Regions from separate parts of the Zea mays genome. Here all the other regions are linked to region 3. Evidence: chromatin contacts called from public Hi-C data. All regions are on one chromosome and are shown on one strand. The core of a region is the stretch at or near the end of the contact, and the rest is flanking DNA. Distances in the headings are between cores, read along the strand shown.

The links. Hi-C and Micro-C count contacts between places; a contact is called where the count stands out from the background.
Region 1: a Hi-C map of leaf shows a contact between it and region 3, with 3 times the contacts expected there. The contact joins the enhancer-like site here to the promoter of LOC103653061 in region 3. A contact is called at or near these places in 4 of 25 Hi-C or Micro-C datasets (ear, leaf, root tip and 1 more).
Region 2: a Hi-C map of endosperm shows a contact between it and region 3, with 1.8 times the contacts expected there. The contact joins the enhancer-like site here to the promoter of LOC103653061 in region 3. A contact is called at or near these places in 5 of 25 Hi-C or Micro-C datasets (ear, endosperm, leaf and 1 more).

The regions. Positions count from the first base shown.
Region 1 is chr4:33,215,736-33,218,435 of Zm-B73-REFERENCE-NAM-5.0, reverse strand. No RefSeq gene overlaps it. Among protein-coding and RNA genes, the nearest start is that of LOC100501754, 9.6 kb to the right of the region's middle. Within about 2 kb of position 1,350, at least 17 of the 20 cell types and tissues checked have an H3K27ac peak or open chromatin away from gene starts, as enhancers often do. A contact at or near this core is called in ear, leaf, root tip and 1 more, where this site is marked.
Region 2 is chr4:33,501,461-33,504,160 of Zm-B73-REFERENCE-NAM-5.0, reverse strand. No RefSeq gene overlaps it. Among protein-coding and RNA genes, the nearest start is that of LOC100286026, 14 kb to the left of the region's middle. Within about 2 kb of position 1,385, at least 16 of the 20 cell types and tissues checked have an H3K27ac peak or open chromatin away from gene starts, as enhancers often do. A contact at or near this core is called in ear, endosperm and tassel, where this site is marked.
Region 3 is chr4:33,344,322-33,347,021 of Zm-B73-REFERENCE-NAM-5.0, reverse strand. LOC103653061 (zinc finger CCCH domain-containing protein 56-like) reads right to left here and starts at 1,344. Exons shown (of 1, transcript NM_001370970.1): 1 at 397-1,344. The coding sequence starts at 1,083. The coding sequence ends at 436. LOC103653060 (a long non-coding RNA gene) reads left to right here and starts at 2,674. Exons shown (of 4, transcript XR_565223.4): 1 at 2,674-2,700.

The DNA.
Region 1 (2,700 bases), core at 101-2,600, 130 kb after region 3:
GACTTAGTGAAACCATCTAACGACCTACTACCTTGGTGGTGAGCAGGAGAAGATAAGCGGGTTGAAAAAGACCAGGGCCGTGCGAGAGGGGGTGCTAGCTGTTCAGTGGATCAGGGCCTCCAAGTCCTGAGGGCCCCAAAATTTTCAAAGCTACAGTCTGTTGTTCACGTAATTTTGTTAGTCAATGTTGTCTATACCGGTTGACAGTCACGGCGTCTGCCGGAGTCTCAACGTGTGCTAGCCTAGTAGGCTAGTAGTATGCTAGGAGAGTATGAGTGCATGTTTGCACTGTGTAGTCTGCCACAAGTTACTAGTGAGTGGTGGCCAGGCAAGCCTGTTGTGTCGCTGCCTCTGTGTGCATTAGGCCACCAAGAAAGCAAGGTAAAATTTTAAATATTTTTTTCTTTAACTAGGTTTGTTACTTTGTTTGAATTTATATTGAAATATAAATTGATTAGACCTTTTCAATTATTATTGGACATCCTTATAAACTAAATAATTTTATTGCATTTATCTTTTCTATGTATGTGCACCATTTGGTCTAGTATTCCAAGATCCAACTATCGACCATGCCTGATTCTCGTTCCAAAAGACATAAGCATAGAAGATTTAATTCAGTCTCAGAAGAAAGCTATAAATATATTTACTATTGAAAAACACAAGTGCCCTCAGTCATTTAATCAAGGCCCAACACTTGATAATAATGCTAACAATGGTCCTTGAGATGGCCAAATAGATACGAATAATATGAGCATATAATTGAAGAATTTATTTCAAGAAACACTAAAAACAGTTATTTAAGTGAAAATTATGCAACCAAAAATTGAATATATATATATATATATATATATATATATATATATATATATATATATATATATATATATATATATATATATCTTAATGTTATCTAATATATTCTAAATTTTATAGTATTGTAATGGTGAGCCTTATTCTAGAGTTTGCACAGGGCCCTCAGTTTTGCCGGCACGGCCCTGAAAAAGACTATTTCGTAGCTTCCTCAACAACATGAATGCTGTAGACAAATCTTGTTGGTAAGCTGGGCGACGGATGAACCTGATAACATTGCCAATGTGCCTCGTAGATTGAAGGAAATTGAGAGTTACATTGTTAACCATTAAACTAAATTGTAGTGCGGCACAAACATCTGACGTTATATGCTGCAGCACAGCTTTTTTTAAAGAAAAAATAGGCTGAAGTTATATGCAGTATATGGGCCGACCTCACACGGAGGGAACGGGCTGCAGCCGACTGTCACGGTCCCAGCCTCACGCTGAAAAGGAAACGGATAACCGTGGCCCAGCGTTTCGTGCTCGTGTCCGTGTCCCGCCGGCCAGCGGACTTTAGCAGGCCGCGTGTAACGGCTTGCGCCTGTTAGGCCAGGCCCAGTAAGAGGAAGCAACCCCGCAACGACGGGCCTCTGACGTACCCTCTCAGCCCGGGTCCAGTGGCAAATGGCAACGATTGAGAGTTGAGACGTTGAAACGGAGGCGCCGTTAAAAGTGGACGATCAACACAAAAACACTAGGCGCTGCAAAGGCTATCCATTGATCTGTTGACACGAACTTGAGAGCAATATGAATTTTGCCGATTGTTTATTATAAAAAAAACAATTCATTACTGTAAATCAACACGCTATTAAGACGAACGGTGGATATAGGAAGACAAAATTTCCGTCTACTACCCTCCTCATGTGCACGTCCATAAATACCGTGAGGACAACTTCAAAAGATTCAGCATTTATCTAAAATAATTTTTTTTTAAAAAAAGTAGACTATTCCAGCAGATTATTGTAAACTAACAAACTGAATGATGAGTAAAGCAAGCTATTCAAAAATAGAGATTGAATGAAGAGAGGTGGAAAGCTACTAAATCTGAACAGTCATTTTGGTCTATTGAAGACGTTTTTCTTCTAAAAATAATCAAATTTAATTTTACAAAACGATTCGGCTATTCTTGATCTGACAAAGAAAAACACCCTTCAATCCTCGTTAAATAGAAATTAGACAACAAACGAACCAGCTGAACAGGTGCCAAGAAAAAACGAAGTGCATGCTTTGGTTCACCTTATAAGCGAGAATCGTTTTGGTGAATATTGTTCAAATCAACGTGAACATAGAATGACTCGAGTTTGTTATGATAGGAAAAATCCATCGCATCGTAGATCTGACTCTTTACCTTACTATACTAAAATTCTCTCAACTGTCGAATTCTCTTCACCGCTAGATTTTTATAAAAACTCGTAAGACAAAAGCCGAACCAGACACTGAGGGATCGGTCCCATATAGTACAGCCCACTTGGCTATGTATAATTGGGATCATGTCGCCTGCTTGTTGCGTTGGTGCTTGGTAGTAAACCTTAGCTTGCTTGTTGCTTGAAGCAGCTAGCAATCATGGATGATATGTGGAGAGAGAGAAAGAGAATCATGTCGTCTACTGTTGTGTCCTCGAGAGAGTGAGAGGGAGAGGCCAGAGAAGCTAGTGTTAGTGTGTATGTACGGGCTTGGTAGTTCGGTTCACACTGCACACCGACGGCCGGAGTGTTTTGGTGCGTACGTGTATGTATGTATGTGCTAGTACGATAGTGCAATACTAGATGGAATCTTTCATGTCAAGGCTCAATAATACGGGTATGATTAATTGCAACGTTTGTATCTTTACATTCCCATCTCCAGCCCC
Region 2 (2,700 bases), core at 136-2,635, 160 kb before region 3:
GAATGTAAACAAACATCGTATCGGTATTTACCCTAAAGCCGGCCCTCGATGACAAAAACGCGCATCGGCGCATGCGCCTTGCGTGCGCACCACAACGAGATGCTATGCGTCGGCGCTTTGTCCATAGATCAGCAGCAAGCTAGGTGAATCCCAAAGTGCAATTGTCTTTGCTTGGACCATAGATTCTCTCGAGCCATAGTAAATGCTTGTCCACCAGCACAGCATATCTAACTAGTCTAGGCCATATTCGCTACCAGCACAGTACGTATAAAAAGCATGGCTGGTTGGCAGGCAAGAGGATGCAGGAGTGTGCGTCCGAGACGACGACGACGACGATCGATCGACAGCGGAGGGAGCGTGGCACGCACGAAGCACGACGGCATGGCAGCCGTGGGAGTAGTGCCTAGTGCTAGGAATTGGGCCAGGCCAGGCCAGTCCGGCCCAAGCCCATCGTGCCAAACGGGTTCGGGCCAGAAAAGCTCAAACAATTTTTGGGCCGTGTCGTGCCAGCCCGAAGCGTAAAAACAGTGGCTCAGCCTAGTCCTAAACCACGTCGTGTCTTCGTTGGGCCGTGTCGACTCAAACCCGGCCCGTATATTTGACCACATAAAATTAAAATATTATAACCATATAAAGTTCATAGCTTACTAAATTAAAGATATTAAACAATTCTAGCATCATTTAACCACATAAACTCCAAATATAACAACAATATAAAGTCGACATCTTACTAAATTAAAGAAATTAAATAAATTGCGCTTAATTGGGCCGTGCCGACCCAAGTCCGACCCATCTATACGGGCCGTGTCGGGGGCCCGACGGATCGGAATTTGAGACCCGGCCCAGATCCGTTTTCAGGCCGTGCTAGCCCGGTCCATATTATTTCGTGCCGGCCCGTGCTTTGAGCTCTTATTTTCGAGCCGTGCTCGTGCTGGCCCGAAAGCCCGGCCCAGATTCCCAGCACTATTAGTGCCTACCTAACCTGGCTGCACGCACTTGACCGCATCGCGCTCGCGCATGCATCGGGGCATCTGACTCTGACCGGTGCTGCCGCAAATACAGGCAGGCGCGCACGCACGCACACGCGCGGCCATGCCGTGCTGATCGATGAGCCGCTACGCGCAGCGGCGAGGCGACGCCAGCCATCGAGCTGCTGGACTTGACCGGTAGCGATTGGACGGCGGGCGGGGTGGGTCTGGGCTGCTGGTGTGCAGGTGCTGCGGTGCTGACCCGCCCGAGATCCACGGGGGGCGCTGGCTACTGCCTCTCCTGCAGCTACCCCCAGTCTTTTCACTATAGCTGGCGCTGGCTATACATGGCGAGTCCCGACTACCGAGGCGAGAGGAATGGGCTCCCTCGTGTGGTGGCCGACACCTGCAGGCCTACGTGCCCAGCTCCCATCCCATGTCCCGCACGCGCCACGCACGCACATGCACACGTGCCACACGTATGCATGGCAGAAGCGCCCCCACGCGCAGTCCAAACAGGACCGGGACTACCTTTCACGCCTGCTACATGTGTATCTCTATCTATAGTGTTTGTTAATGCTGCAAGAATAGTCTTCTATTCTGACATTCTTGTTTCTTATTATGCCTTTCCCGTTCCTCCTCCGCACAGCTCACACCCATTCTAGCTAAAATTAAAAAAAAACACATAGTCGCAAGGGATTCTAACTCACGCCCCCTCAGACCAATTCGAGTAGTAGCTATCGCTACACATATGTGTGTCTTTATCTACATCTCTCCACAAACTCACCTGCTACCCTTGCACAATACGTAATAGTAGATAAGTATCACTAAGATTCTTAAATTATATTTTTTGATTGAGGGAGTAGTATTTAAAGAAGAGCATTGCATCCTATGTGGCCACATGCATCGCTGTGGACAACAAGCTCCAGCGCAACCGTCGCTTGGACGCGGTCTAGAGCGGCTGCACCGCATTATCCATCGTCAAGCAGGGGACCTCATGGTCGTTGCCAACGTCGGTGACTCCCGAATTGTTCTGGGCACCGCATCCGACGACGGCGCCATCACGCCGTCCAGCTCGTCGTCCACCTGAAGCCCAACCTGCCACGTAAGTCACTACTGACTGGCCATGAATTCTTGTGCGCTGGGACGGCGGTCGTTGCTAACGTTGTGTGAGTGTCCTCGAACATGATGTATGCAGAGGAGTAGCACATCTAGTGGTGCAACGGCTAGGTGTATTACCTTGCTGATGAGCATGTGGTGCACTTCGTCTGGCAGCCCAGCCAAGAGTCGTCGGGACTCACCATGTATCGCGCGCGTTCGACGACTACTATATCAAGGATTATGGCGTCATCTCGACGCCAGAGGTGATGTAGAGGCGGACCGATAGCAATAACCAGTTCGTCATCCTCGTCGTCGGGACAACTTTTTGTGTCGGCCTGCCTTTAATTCTCTTCGCAAACACACATACTTGCCTTTTGTTTAAGCAAGCGCGTATGGTGGTGTATGTCTGATGACTGACGACGCACGAGGGATCTTCTTCCGGTTGGTGTGGGACATGCTCTCCAACGACGAGACCATGCAAATCGTGGCATATATTGAAGTCCGCATGGTACTAGTGATTGTAATATAGTGGTGAAACAACTAGATTAAAATAACTAAATTTATGTATAGCGAGGATCATAAATGGATTTTTTCTTATAACAATATAACACATATTTTATATATAAGTTAT
Region 3 (2,700 bases), core at 95-2,594:
GTGTTGGGCCGATTTGGTAGTTCGGGCCCATATGAGGTTTTGTCTTTTTCTTTTATCTATTCATTTTTCTCTATTTCCTCTCCTCCCTTTCCATTTCAAATTTAATCCTAGTTTAAATTTAAACTTGTGACAAACTTATTCTCAAATTATATTGTGAGATTAGAAGTACTAATTTTAGAAATATAATTATACATACTTTATTTATATTTTCATATGCTTTCTTTTTCTCTCCTTTTTCCTCAATTCCTCTTCATTATTATTTTACTTTTTATTCATATTATTATTGTTTTAAATGCACAAACAAAAATCCAATATGATGCGATGGTTTATTTTAGGTGTTATTAGTTATTTGTTCTCTTTATATATATGGTTATCACCAGGTTACAATGAGTATAGGGCAAAAACACATAATGAGATCTACTCTCTTTAGATTGTTTACAAATTGGGTATTACAGTAGATCCATGAGCAAAGTGGCATTTGCTCCCAAACGGACAGTATCCAGTCATCTCCCACTTGTTACAGATCCTTGTCTTCCAATTGGAAGAATTTTGCGCCATCGATCCGCTGGCAGAGGCAGCATTGTATCCGCCACCACCAATCGTCGGCAAGAGACTGATGGCGACGCTCTCCCGTGCCTTGGACTGCTCATCGTGCAGGAAGGTGCATGTGTCGCCATAGGGGCAGCCCTCTTCAGTGTAGAACTTCTTGCAGTGGCGACCCTTGTATGCCCTGCCGCCGCCGCCATCGTCTCCAGCGATGACACTTCTGGATGTCATAATGGGGATCTGGTGCTCCTCTCCCTGCTTCGTGGTGGCATCCTCGTGGGTGGCCACAATCTCCTGCCAGTTGGGCGGCGGCTTGCAGAGCTCCTCCATGCCATGGGCGAAGTTGCAATTGGTGACGTAGGGGCAGGTCCTGGCCCAGAACTTGCAACAGAGCTTGGTCTTGAAGAACATCTTGCGATGGCGCTGACTTGCTTGTGCTGCTCCCGCCGCCACCATCGCTGCTGCCGCCCCCGCCGTGAGCCTTCTTACCAGGCAGCGGCTGCTCGCTCCCCGTCCGCGAGGAGGGGTTCCGGTCATTGTAGCCCTGGTCGGCACTCCACTGGCGGTAGTCTTTCTCGGTGGCCCAGATGTCGGGGTCCTCGCCCGGGGACGCCGCCGCGTTGGTCCGTGCGTCGGAGGCCATGGGTGGGATGATGTGGATGGCGTTGGTGTAGTCCATCGCCGCCGCTGGTGTTGTCCCCAATGACAAACTTTGGGGTATGAACCCTACCTTTCGACCCCGCACGCATGCGCGGAGAAGAGAGGGAACCTAATCAAACAGACCACCCGTGGATGGATAATTCGGTCAGTAAGACCCCACATCTAAGAAATCCGCAACCAAATCAGCTGGAGAGGGAGAATAGAAGAAAGTGAGCGATTTGGAACTTGGTTTGCTCACAACTAAGGCCTTGTTCGTTTGTGCTGGATTGGTGGGTCGGAACGATTCCTAACCGGATTGCTTCTCTAATTTATATAAACTTTGATTAGCTGGAACGATTCCGGGTATAATCCGACATAAACGAACAAGCCCTAAGGGTCCGTTCGGCAAACCTAAATCAAAGCCAGGCTAGGAAGCTGTCAGCCTAGGATCGAGTGAAACACTCATTCTTAGCAGGAATCGATCCACGTGAGAGGACACTTGGATTTATTCTAGGTGGAGAAGTGAGAATGGGGAATTAAAATCAGATGGATTTGTTCTCAATCCGGATCAAAACGAACAACTAATCCGGGTCAAAATCAGATGGATTTGTTCAACCTGGAAGGAGGCTGAAAACATGGCAATCCGGCAGATACGAACGCGCCTTAAGGCCTTTTTCGTTTGTGTCGGATTGATGGGTCGGAACGATTCTTTGTCAGATTGTTTCTCTAATTTATATAAATTTTGATTAGCCGGCCAGTGCAATCCGACATAAACAAACAAGACTAATCAATCCCCTCGAGGTCGCAATCTCCACTTCGACGCACCCTACCCCGCCGTTGCGGGTACTACGCTGGCCTAAGCGCTCGCTAGTCGCTGCCCGTCTTTCGTGCACGCTACGTTTCCCGCCATCGTCGAGGCACGATAGCGCTGCTGAACTGGACCGGCCGAGCAAAGGCGACATGACATTTGGGGCTTCTCCTTCCCCTGTGTTGGTTAGGGTTGGCGTCAGCCCATGGTCCTGATGTAGCTAGCCTCGACTGCATGCTTGGCCCAGCACCACTGAAATGGAAACAGCTTCCATTGCATCGCCAACTTGACATGCGACCGTTATTTTGTAGGAAGGAAACAGGAGTATGAGTGAAGTAAGGAATAGGAGTCTGTCATCAATGATCTATGAACATACGATCGTTATTTCTTGTCGAAAAAGGCTATAAAAGTATTTTTTTCAAAAACCCCGAAAGTTAACTTTTATGGTTTTTTAATAAAAAATGGTCTCCAAAACAAGTCCAAGGATGTTATTTACGGTAAAGAAGCACGAGTGTAATAAGGAATATACATCTTTACTACTCTATAAGCGTGCAACGAGGGCGTCCACACCCCCGTCGTGCCCCCGCCCGTGATACTGACCGCTCTGGCGTCCGTCCGACCAGGAAGGTCTCCCTGCGTCGCGCGTTATCGCCTCCTCGCGCAAGCCTCGCCATTTCAGTGTGGGCGTCCACACCATTTCACCATGC